Regions from separate parts of the Gasterosteus aculeatus genome. Here region 1 is linked to region 2. A link is a contact called in public Hi-C data. All regions are on one chromosome and are shown on one strand. Each heading gives the region's core, a stretch centred on a gene start, on an enhancer-like site or on the middle of the called end of the contact. The rest is flanking DNA. Distances are from core to core; before and after follow the strand shown. Region 1 has its middle 5.0 kb from the start of nicn1. Region 2 holds the start of LOC120835840 (meprin A subunit beta).

Evidence for each region. Hi-C and Micro-C count contacts between places; a contact is called where the count stands out from the background.
Region 1: a Hi-C map of skeletal muscle shows a contact between it and region 2, with 4 times the contacts expected there. The contact joins the enhancer-like site here to the promoter of LOC120835840 in region 2. A contact is called at or near these places in 4 of 6 Hi-C or Micro-C datasets (skeletal muscle, tail fin and whole body).

Annotation. Positions count from the first base shown.
Region 1 is chr17:905,059-910,984 of fGasAcu3.hap1.1, reverse strand. No RefSeq gene overlaps it. Among protein-coding and RNA genes, the nearest start is that of nicn1, 5.0 kb to the left of the region's middle. Within about 2 kb of position 3,619, at least 1 of the 9 cell types and tissues checked has open chromatin away from gene starts, as enhancers often do.
Region 2 is chr17:865,426-871,439 of fGasAcu3.hap1.1, reverse strand. LOC120835840 (meprin A subunit beta) reads left to right here and starts at 2,864. Exons shown (of 10, transcript XM_040205107.2): 1 at 2,864-2,990; 2 at 3,087-3,177; 3 at 3,284-3,469; 4 at 3,748-3,903; 5 at 4,134-4,177; 6 at 4,326-4,997; 7 at 5,109-5,205; 8 at 5,486-5,671; 9 at 5,770-5,922. The coding sequence starts at 2,954.

The DNA of each region.
Region 1 (5,926 bases), core at 2,370-4,869, 39 kb before region 2:
CATAAAAATGCCTCTTTGAGAATTGAAACATAGAACATTAATTCCCAAATGCGTTTGCAAGTAATGAACTGGGATGTTTCCTCGTGGTATAAAAACAGATTAATATGATCAGAACATAAACAGCGGGACGGCAGCGGGGAGGCGAAGGGTTAACAGAGCGGAACGGAACCCGACTGGTGGATTCTTCGGCGTGGATGACGGACTCATACGACACGGTCGACACGCAGCAGATGAAAATAATCAGGACAAAAACGATGTTTCATGCATGCAGCTGAATTACCCTGGAACCCCGGCGTGATGTAGGTCAGCCGGCTTCAAGGGAACCGCGGAGCTACGGAGGCCTGGAAGCAGATGTTCTGCCTCAGACTCTTAAAGACCTCTAACGCCACCGTGCACACACACACACACACACACACACACACACACACACACCAGCAGCGCAGTGAAGATGAAGTGAAGGAAAAAGGATTAGATCAGATAAGGGAAACCGTGGGTCCCCCCAGCGGAAAAAGGGGAGTAAAGTGACAAATATCCACGGCTGCACAGACCCTGATTGTTTGCTTTGCACCCTGAGCTCCTCAGACAAACACCGGTGGAATCCCTACCCGACCTTTCCAGGGAGCCTGAGCAGAGACAGAAGACGCGTGCAGGTCTACACGCAGACATACCTGCAGGCTTTGTGGACACACGTGGTCCGGAGGTCTCAGGTCTGCTGTAATCAGGGTCCAGCTCCTTATTATTGGCTCATTTATTGTGTGTGGTGGTGTGTGTGCACGTTGTCTTCTGAAGGTACCTGGTCGTGACGGGTGATGACATTACTTTGCATTCAGATCATTTCTTCATTTGTTGGAGATAAATGTGCAGAAGAAGGAAGCAGCAGGTTTCTACCAGGATATAATTGTATGTTTCAAGATTTGCGTGATTATACCCTGAAAGGAAAATGTTTGGCACCCGAAAATCCTTTTAAGGCGACACGGAGCGCGCTGTTACGTACTATCTGATCTAGATAAGAGGACAAACAAACAGTTATCAGCAGGAACTGCTGCAGCTTCATCCGCAGCTCAGGCGCTGAGGTGTTGACGGAGAGGTTTACTGCTTGTGGCGGAGCGGAGAGGACGTGGACCCGTCACGTTCCTGTCATGTGTGTCACAGCACAGCACAAGTCCCGGGTTCCCCTCCGGAGGTCAGCGAGCGCACAAGGCTGTGGTGGTCTTGAGCTCAGCGAGTCCACCTTGTCAGACCTTCTCTGCTATCGGTTCTGTCATTTCTCCAACCAGATGGATACTTTGTCTTTTCTCAGGTGTTTCTGTGAAAAAGGGAAAAGGCGACTGTGTCTCACACCGACTTGTCTTCTGAGACTTTAGTGGTCAGATGAGTCCGATCAGAGAGAAGCTGTTTCCCACCCGAGATGCTTCCGAGCGACGCGTGTGATCCCACCGTGTTGGATGGTAGAAAGGTGCTTAGAGACATGCTTTGCTCACACAGTTCATTTCCCACGATTTCCTGTGAATTTCAAAGTAAATTACTTTTTATTTTGTTAACTAAAAACTTTAATTGAGATACAACTAAATGAATAAATGTTGTGTTTTCAACTCAGCAGCTTCGTTCGATGTCGTGTCCTCATGGTGTCTTCATGGTGTCCTCATGGTGTCCTCATGGTGTCTTCATGGTGTCCTCATGGTGTCTTCATGGTGTCTTCATGGTGTCCTCATGGTGTCTTCATGGTGTCCTCATGGTGTCCACATGGTGTCTTCATGGTGTCCTCATGGTGTCTTCATGGTGTCCTCATGGTGTCTTCATGGTGTCTTCATGGTGTCCTCATGGTGTCTTCATGGTGTCTTCATGATGTCCTCATGGTGTCCTCATGGTGTCCACATGGTGTCCTCATGGTGTCCTCATGGTGTCCTCATGGTGTCTTCATGGTGTCCTCATGGTGTCCACACCTCACAGCCCAATGATCTGGTCTCTGAGATCACCGACTGGTAGAAAAAAGACAAATTAAAAGTGTTTCCTGATTTCATCCAGTCACACGACCTGCTGTTTTTGAACTGGGAGTGAACCAGTACAAAAAGCCAAGGAATGGGACTGTGGCTCTGTTATTTGTTTCAGTCTGTGGTGTGAGCTTTGCATTGTGCGTTCCTCAGTTAGACGCAGACGTCCCCTGTTCATCATCACAAGAAGTTCAAGTTCAAACAAAAAGGAATTCACCAACCCGCCTCCTCACCTTCATTTCATACAGTATGAAGTCAGTGAAGAGCATCTCCACCACACACACATCAAGAGGATGTTCATGTTGATGCCTCCATCTCTGCCCTCAACCTCCCAGCTCCATAGATGGATTAAATTCACAGCATGTTACATGTTTTATAGGTTCCCCTTCTGGCAAATGTATCATCTTGGTGTTTTTCTCAACAAAGTCTGGCTCGACGTTTTGACAACTGCTTCGTCTTAATCATACGGTGAAGAATGCGAGCAGCTTTTGGAGGGAAAACATCGACAGGAAGAGAAAACTGTGAAGGATTTGGGTCGAAACAAAAAGACGGCATCCGGAGAGATGGAGGGAGAGAAAGAGATTGGTGGCGTCGTCGAAGAAGAAGAGGAATGATCTTGGGATCTTTCGAGGCGCACAAACCCACCGGCGCCAACACCTGCAGAGTTCTATTTCCATGCATTTGTTATCAGCCCCGTGTTTTATACTCGGGTCCCGTAAATCACAGTCGCAGGCCTCTCCGCTCCTTTACAGCAAAGACAGACGACGGCAAAGGAGCTGAGTTATTAAAAGCTGAGGTGTCAGCGCTGAATAAGAGATTGAGAAGAACTCGTTCTGTGAGTGTGTGGAAAGGACTGCGCGGCGTGTAAACACAGTAGATGGATGCAGACAGTTTGTTTTCACCCGAGCCGCTTTCCCGAATGCTCCGCGGGACGGAAGTTTAAAAGATTTACACGCCGACAGTGTCGCTGAGAAGGTGAACCCAACTTCCCGGGACTGATTCTTTCACCTGCTTTGTTCTGCGGAAGATCAGAAAGAAACAGACGGCATTTGGAGCTTCCGTCCGACTGGAGGCCTTCGCCATCGTGACAAAGTTTCTAACCAGCAGTAAAAACGAGTTCGTTGAATAACAGCGAGATGTGGTTTCCATGTGCGATGTTTGTTGCTTCCTGTCCGTTTATTTCCATCTTCCTCCACCCGTCACGTTTACTCCTGGTGCTCCTCGTCTCTCTCCTCCTCGTCCCTTCTGTCTAATGGATTCACTCCAACACTTTCAAAGGTCACAGATTACAGCGGTCTGCTGCGTTCTGGGCCCCTGTTTGTCCATTATGTGTGAGTGTGTGTGTGTGTGTGTGTGTGTGACGAATTTCCATCTTTGGCTCATTTGAATGAGTTTTTAATTATCTGCCCTAAACAGGCTTCCCAGAGATTGAGGGTAACACCTGGAGGATGAGGGACAAACACAGACTTACATCGTCCAATGGAGGACCTGCTTTAATGTCTCAATGCGGTTAAATTCATTCCAGAGTACTGAAGGTTTCGGTTCCCGTCTCGCTCAGATCCTTCGGCACCGTTAAACTCTGAGATCTCAGCTCCCACCTTCAGGGACTCTGTGACCCCCAAGAGGGATCAAAGGTTTGGATGGTCCACGCGCTACAGCGGCCTACTGGTCTGACAGGAGCAGGACAAGCACCGAGACATGGGGGGAGGAGCTTGTCATCACGGACAGTGAGGGAGGAGCTTGTCATCACAGACAGTGAGGGAGGAGCTTGTCATTACGGACAGTGAGGGAGGAGCTTGTCATTACGGACAGTGAGGGAGGAGCTTGTCATCACGGACAGTGAGGGAGGAGCTTGTCATCACGAACATTGAGGGAGGAGCTTGTCATCACGGACAGTGAGGGAGGAGCTTGTCATTACGGACAGTGAGGGAGGAGCTTGTCATCACGGACAGTGAGGGAGGAGCTTGTCATTACGGACAGTGAGGGAGGAGCTTGTCATCACGGACAGTGAGGGAGGAGCTTGTCATTACGGACAGTGAGGGAGGAGCTTGTCATCACGGACAGTGAGGGAGGAGCTTGTCATTACGGACAGTGAGGGAGGAGCTTGTCATCACGGACAGTGAGGGAGGAGCTTGTCATTACGGACAGTGAGGGAGGAGCTTGTCATCACGGACAGTGAGGGAGGAGCTTGTCATTACGGACAGTGAGGGAGGAGCTTGTCATCACAGACAGTGAGGGAGGAGCTTGTCATTACGGACAGTGAGGGAGGAGCTTGTCATTACGGACAGTGAGGGAGGAGGGGCCTGAAACGACCAAACAGGTGAGTTACAGAAAACACAAACCACACATGATGGACACACAGCTTGGATGTAACTCCTGTCTGAATGTTTGGAAACACTGTTTTCGGGAGGGGTGGGGGGGGTGTGGAAGTATCGTGTGAGCAAACCTCCACTTTGTTTGCATCACAGGTTTCCTGTAAATAACATTAAATATGCACAAAGTAAGTAATGTGCTTATCAAATATGTTCTCAGTAGAATATTTTTCCATTTATTTCTTTTATACGTTTTGAATTTCTCGAACAGACACGCAAAACTGTGCAGGGAAATAACTTTGCTAACTGCTGCTTCACCTTGTTACATTCCTGAAAGTCACCGACTGACTGCGTGTGTGTGTGTGTGTGTGTGTGTGTGTGTGTGTGTGTAGTCCAGGGATGCATTTCAGTCAGGTTTTCTGTTTTTCACCTTTAAGAACACACTATCTCTTTTACTCGGACACACACACACACACACACACACACACACACACACACACACACACACACACACCCATGGTCTCGTTTTCCATGATAACGTCTCTCGGCCTGCTGCTGCAGCGCTGGAAGACGTCCGTCTCCGGCTCATTTTCTCTCCGCTGTGCTGATGGTTCGGGGTTATTAACTTTTTTTTAACCCCTTTCAGAAGGAGGCGGACGGCGGCGAATGGGAGATTGTCGACCTTATTTTCTCGGCTGTGGGACCCGGGGGATTAGCGGCGGGGGGGCGGGGGAGCTGGTAATGAGTCATGCGGTCTGTTGATGAGTCAGCATTTTGGGTCCAAGTCAACCGTCTTTAAAAAAAAGATTTTGGTTGAAATTAGTTCTTTGTTGAACACAAGCTGGAGACATTTAAACAACGTGTCCTGTGATGCAAAAAGGTTTGGTTAGTCAGAAGCATTTGTGTGTCTAAAAACTGCAATGTGGACATAAAAACGTGTATTTGACCTTATTTGTGTGTAATTAAGGCTGGCCTAGAAAGATACACCATCCCAGTCACATTCTGCCCTTTATAAGACCATCATTGTCCCACCGGGTCACCAGAACCACACCACCATGTATCTTTACATCACAAATACGCAAAAACGGATCCTCAAAACGGGTATTCATTCATTCATTCGTCTATCTTGAAATCTTCCCCTGCAGTCCTTGTCCGTGGTGTGCCAGCTTACTCCAGATGTTTCTGGATATTGTGACTAATTAGACCGACAGTGGAGTGTTTTCAAAAGGCTCTCGATGTACTGAACGTCGTGTTTATCTCTCTTCTCTCTCCTTCCCGCTGTCACACATCTCCACAATAATTAGCTGGCTAATGAAGGACCTGCTGTCTCCCCCGAGGGCCTTCTCTCACCCTCACCCTCACCCACACACACTCAAATGACTGTGAGTGAGAGGGAGTCTCTGGTGAAGTCTGCTGCTTAACGACACCAAGGAGACGACACAGGAAGTGAAACCTCAGCTGTCCGTCATTCCTGCTGTCAAACAAACAGAGAGGTTATGTGCCGTTGACTTTCCTCGTCTTTGGTTGTTAGTCACTCGCTAGTTATGCAGGTCATCAGTCAGTCGCCATCGACCTCCTGACCTCCTCCTCCTCATGCAGGTTTATTGTTCATGATGGGTGCGA
Region 2 (6,014 bases), core at 1,615-4,114:
CACGTCATCGTTTCGCCCTCAAGTCCTTTTGTAGCTTCGAGTGGCCATTTGATGGATTGATGGATTTTCAATTAGTTTGTGTCTCTTTGTGGTCATTGTGTCATTGTTTTGGTCTCATAGTATTATCTGTATTCTATTGCTAGTGAAAGGTCAGTGATCCATTTAGCATCTTTCTGTCTCTCATGCTGATGAGTGTTTTTAGTCAGTTATCACTCGTATTGTATCATGAAACTAAAATGAGTCCATCAATACATTTATTGTATTTCTAAATAATTTATTGTCACTGTGGATGAACCGATAATTCAATTCAATTCATTTTATTTTGCGTTGAGGCGTTTTTGACTTAAAACAAAACGTTTACACCATTGCTACTAGACAACACCCCAAAAAGGTTTCTTCAAGAAGATCAGTGGCCCTGAACCACATTCACTCACACGCTGACAGATCAGGAACATTTTCACACATTATTTATTGCACTTTATCAAATGACAGACGCCCTCCGTCTTCTTCATACAAGCGTCTCTTTCCCCGTTGATCTCCCCCCCGTCTTCATCTCATCCACCGTTGGGTTCCTTCTGAACTTCTCTGAACATCTGTGTTCGCTGTTTACTCGTTGATCCTGAAGGGCCGGTGAGGAACGCATTCGTCTCCCCGTCAAATGGAGACGTTTCCACCAGCTGGGGAACAGCACGTCAATGGCAACAGGTGCCAGGATGTCAATGTGGACGGGGCTGAGACTTTACTTAAACTTGAACCATTTCCATGATGGTTTGTAACTCACATTCGAGATCAGGGGATCATCTGAAATAAGAAGATGGAAATCAGAATAGTTTTTTGTTTCATTGCCATGTGCATGCATTTCATCAGCCAGCTCCCTCGTTATAAAAATAGAGCCGTACATTTGAAGTACTTGTGATAATTAGTGATGTGGCCGAGCCGGTGTTGCTGCCAACAGATCAGCATATGAATCACAGGTATTTACAGGAGTGCCATGGATGAACTCCGCTCTGTGCACCTCAGTTTGTGCAGTGGAAAGTTTCGTAACATTTCCTCTCTGCTATCAACCCGTCACTCTGCCTCTCCGTTCATGTCTGGAAAAACATGTTGTAAAGGAGCATTTTACACAAATAACAAAAAAGTGGAGAAACCTTAGTTGAATACATTTAACGTAAGAGAAAAACCTTCCCTGTTGTTAAGAGGACTCCCTCTGAGGCAGTTCTGTTAAATGCAATGTGCATATAAGGCATTATCTATTAAGCACGTGCTAACGGAACACATCTCCACTGCAGAAATCTGAAAATGGGATCCAGTCCAGGTTGAAAGTTAGCTTATTCCTCATGTCAGGTCATCTACCAGAACTGATGAATCACAGCATCATTAAAAAACAATCCGAGCACATTAATTCATTTCATTACAAACCACATCACACAAATCACCTGAATAAACTTCCGGCGTCGGAGGTGTGTGTGCGCCGGTGAACAGATACAATGGGTTCGGCATTGACTCCATTCACACTTTATGCCTGGTGTGTGTCCGTGTGTGCGTGTGTGTGCGTGCATGATGCAGGCCCGTTGGTGTGTGTGGCGGCTCACGCACTTTGCCACCATGCGCATTTCTTTGTGAGAGTCGAGGGGAGAGAGCTGGGGGGATTTGGGGGTGTTGGACTTCCCTAATACAATGAAAAGCCACTTTGCCTTTTGTTTGGCTGCATGGCGGAGACAAAGCTCTCCACAAGTGGGGCTTAACATTCCATCGGGCTGAAGGGGGGGAGGCAGCTGGCACGGCGGAAAGGCCACACGGAGGATCTGTGGACTCACCAAAAGGCTGTATTGGGTTTCTGAGGCCACTAGGAATGCATGGGAACTAGCCAAGGAAAAGAGGGGGGGGGGGGAGGGGGGGGCAGGTTACAGGCTGGTGGGGGGAACGAGAGAGAGGAGACCACGTTGGTCTTTATTGACCCCTTTGGTGTGGACAGATACTCAAGTAGAGCAGCGATTAAAGTGAATACAAGGACGTTCTTCACCGGTTATCAGTTCATCCTTTGTATCATCTCCATAAGCAAACACCTGATGTATACATATAGAAATGCATGTGTATACATATGCATGTATTTATATGTTTTTACGGTATACGTATGGTTATTAGTAGTAATAGCAATAGTTATTGCCTCAAAGGGCCGAGAGACAAAATACCGCTTACGTAATCCTGCTGCTTGGAAAGGAATGCAGGTGAGTGCAGGTGTGCTCAGGTAAACACAGTTTACTTCTGTCCACTTTCAGCCAGTTCAGAGCAGACAGACTTGATTCGAATGATGACGTTGTTGTGTTTGTGTAACTATTCTACACCAGCACACGTAATCATTTAAAGGTTGAAGGTTCAGCAGCAGGTGAAACTACAGAAGAAAAGCATTGTTCATCAACGTGATTACTGACCAGCCGGTAGTTAACGATAGTTAGTACAGACTAACCAAGAAACCAACAAAAACAATGTAAATCTAAATGTTGGTTGTATTTCTTTAACATCTGTCCGATTGGAATGATTTAGTGGACGTGGGCATATAAGATGTGTATAATATCAGTACTAGTCAGTAGGATCAGACCACTGCATGAGAACTGAAGGCCTCTTTCTGCTGAAGATGTTCACAGCAGCGCAGTTAAACAACACGACCACTGGACTGAAGTGGTGCTCGGATTGCATTTTACTTGATACTATGATTCATTGGTTTTGGTACCTGATCTGACAGCTATGAGGAAGAAGTTGAAAATATTTCTGGTTAAGATAATTAATACATTTGGCAGTGGAATGTTTTTTCTCCTTGGTTTACAAGTGACTCACACGCCTCTGCTATGAGGTGACAAACAAACTGTTTCCTGGTCACCAGAGTATAAATGGCAGCACCTCCAGTCAGTGAAGTCATTCTCATCACAGGAAAGACACCGACTCCTCAGACGCTATGTGGACCTTCATCGTGGTTGCAGTCCTTCTGACCGGTGAGAACATTCAGCTCTTATTGGTAGATGCACCTTGTGCTCATATTCTGTCGATGATGTTGATGATTGATTGTTGGACGACATGTTTGTTTGCAGCTGGACTCGCAGCGCAGGATTATGGCAACAGATTGAGAGGCATTCTGCGTCATGCATGTCCAGACAAACACGCCGTGTCCCAGATCAATAGGTAAAGTTCAACGTAAAGATCAATGCACCATGTTTGGTTTGCTATGATACCTTTTTACTCTGCTTCTTCTGAACTAACCGTTAAACCTTTGTGATTCATATCAAAGCTCCTACAGCGCCACTGACCAAGATCGCCAATGGAAGTTTGAGTGCAAGGCTTTGGGTTCCACCTCAGACTGCTCCTGGTCCACCTCCCAGGACTCGTATGACACAGAACTCCGCTACCATTGTCCGGTTAATCGTGTAGTTGCTGGCGTCTTCAGCGATTTCGACATGGCACAAGGAGCCAGAAGGTTGGTCCTTTGTTGGAATAATGCATGTTGTTGGAATCTATTAACATTATCGTATGTGGGGGGCTTTAAATGGAACTCATTTGTCAGCATGGTGATATTTCATTGCTACCGAGATGGTACAAACACAGGAGCATACTTTTTAAACTGCTTTTTTTGTCTGAAATCCATCTGTGAGCTCCTTCATGACTTTCAATGACATTTTGGTTTAACTACTTGATTTGATGTTAAGACTGAACTTAAAAAAGTAAAATGGTTTCCTTGATCTGATCTTGTTTCAGTTGGAAGTTCCTCTGCTGCTCCGTTCCAAACTTTGTGACTTCTGAATGTCGTAAATCTCCACTGGTGAACTACTGGAGCAAAGACTTCACCTGGAGACTCCCTGCAGGCCACTTCCTGACAGGAGTCCAGACCCAACTCAAGAACCGGGACACTGGGTAAGCAACCTGACACCAGAACACAGTTCTGCCTTTAACCTTTATGTTTGACATCTTTTCAGACACTGAATGAAATATTCATTATATCATTAGATCAAATGTTCATTATTTCATTTAAATTGTTTACTATATTTGCTCCTAATTGAGTTTAGCCATAATGATCAAATGAGTAACAATGATCTCGGCTTTCTTAAGACTTTACAAAGTGACATTATTTTTTTTATTGACAGTGATCATCGGTGGAGTTTCAATTACTGCAAAGGAAAAACACAAGGTAATTAGTTTTACTGTACTTCGTTGACTATGAATGCCATAGACATAGATATTGGTATGTCAGTGTGCATATTTATTAACACTACACCAGATAGCACTTTTTCACAGATCAATTGAATCAAACTAAAACTTTTTTATTCACTTTACAGATACACAGACAGTCAATTCACAAATCCTCAGAGCAAACAAACCAGTAGCCAACCTTGTAGTGGAAGGAGATGTTATCGTCTCTAATACAAGGAATGCAAGAATCTGCAGTGACTGCAGATGGGAAAAGTTACAAGCGACAGTCCAAGTGCCATTTATCGTGAGTGATTCCTTTACCAGCGCTGAGAAGGACCAGATTGCCAAAGCAATCAGTGCCTTCCACATGAGCACCTGCATCCGGTTTGTTGCCCACACGAACCAGCCCGACTACATTAGCATTGTGAAGAAAAGCGGCTGTTGGTCCTGGGTTGGACGAATTGGAATGTCTCAAGAGGTGTCGCTGGGTGCAGGGTGCCTTCAAAGTGGTATCATCCAGCATGAGCTCATCCACGCACTCGGCTTCTGGCACGAGCAGAGTAGAAGTGACCGAGACGCTTTCGTCAAGATCAACTTAGCAAACATCCAGGACGGACAAGAGAGAAACTTTGACCGATTGGACACAAACAACCTAAATGTCGCATATGACTACTCGTCTTTAATGCACTACGCACCCAGAGACTTCTCAAAGAACGGGGAAGATACCATCGTTGCCCTCGACCCCTCAGCACAAATAGGCCAGAGGGAAGGCATGTCGGAGAAGGACATTCTGAAGATCAACAAGCTGTATGTCTGCAGTAAGTTAGATTCAAAGGGAATATGCAGTTGACTGCAGAATGATGAGGTCTTGTCCCTGCTGGCTAAGTAACTTGTCTAAAATCCCCACTAAACGGAGCTCTCTCTTACAGCGGATTACCTTCATGCGTACAACGAGTGGGACAACGTGTTGGAGAACACTTTGAGCCGCACTTGTCCTACTGGCCAAGCTGTATCTGGCATCACAAGGTAAACATCTTCAATCAAGTTGGGTTTCATCTCTTATCATCTGAAAGCCAAAGTCAATGTATGTCATCACCTGATCAGGATGGAATGCCTCATTTTAAGCTACATTTTGAGACGTGCTCAAAGAGCCAAGTGTTGTGTGTCAGGTTTGATGTGTGAAAGCTCACAAAATCAATTTTTTAAATTATATTCATATAGATATAAAAAAATACCTGTGTTTTATTTATTTATACATGAGGTACAACAAGCAGTCTTATAACATGATAATTCCCTTCCACAACAGTCTCTACAATTCAGAGAAGAACGATCGACTTTGGGCGTTTTCATGTAAGGCTCTCAATCGTCAAACCACATGCCAGTGGTCAAGTTCTCTCAACAACTATTGGGAACCATTTAACTTCAACTGTGGAGGCGGTAAAGTGATCAGTGGGGCCTACGCTGAACACAGCCGCCTCTTCAAGGACAGGAGGTCAGTGGGTTTTATTGCTGGAAAAAACATCAAAACCACATTCTCTGATAACAAATTTGTTCATGAATGTTGATGAACACATTATTCTTCTTCTTCAGATGGAGGTTTCAGTGCTGCAGCTCTCCTGGTTTTACCACATCCAACTGCTACACAGAGACACACATCAACTACTTTCAGGAATACTTCAGCTGGACGGTCCCCAGCGACCACTTCCTGACCGGAGTTCAGAGCTCCTTTGACCGGCCCAGTGGGTAAGAACCTCTTAGATCCTCACAGGCAAACATCTCCTCACTGACAGCATCCTTCTGCTATTAGTCGCTAACATCAGAGGAATAAGCGGTGT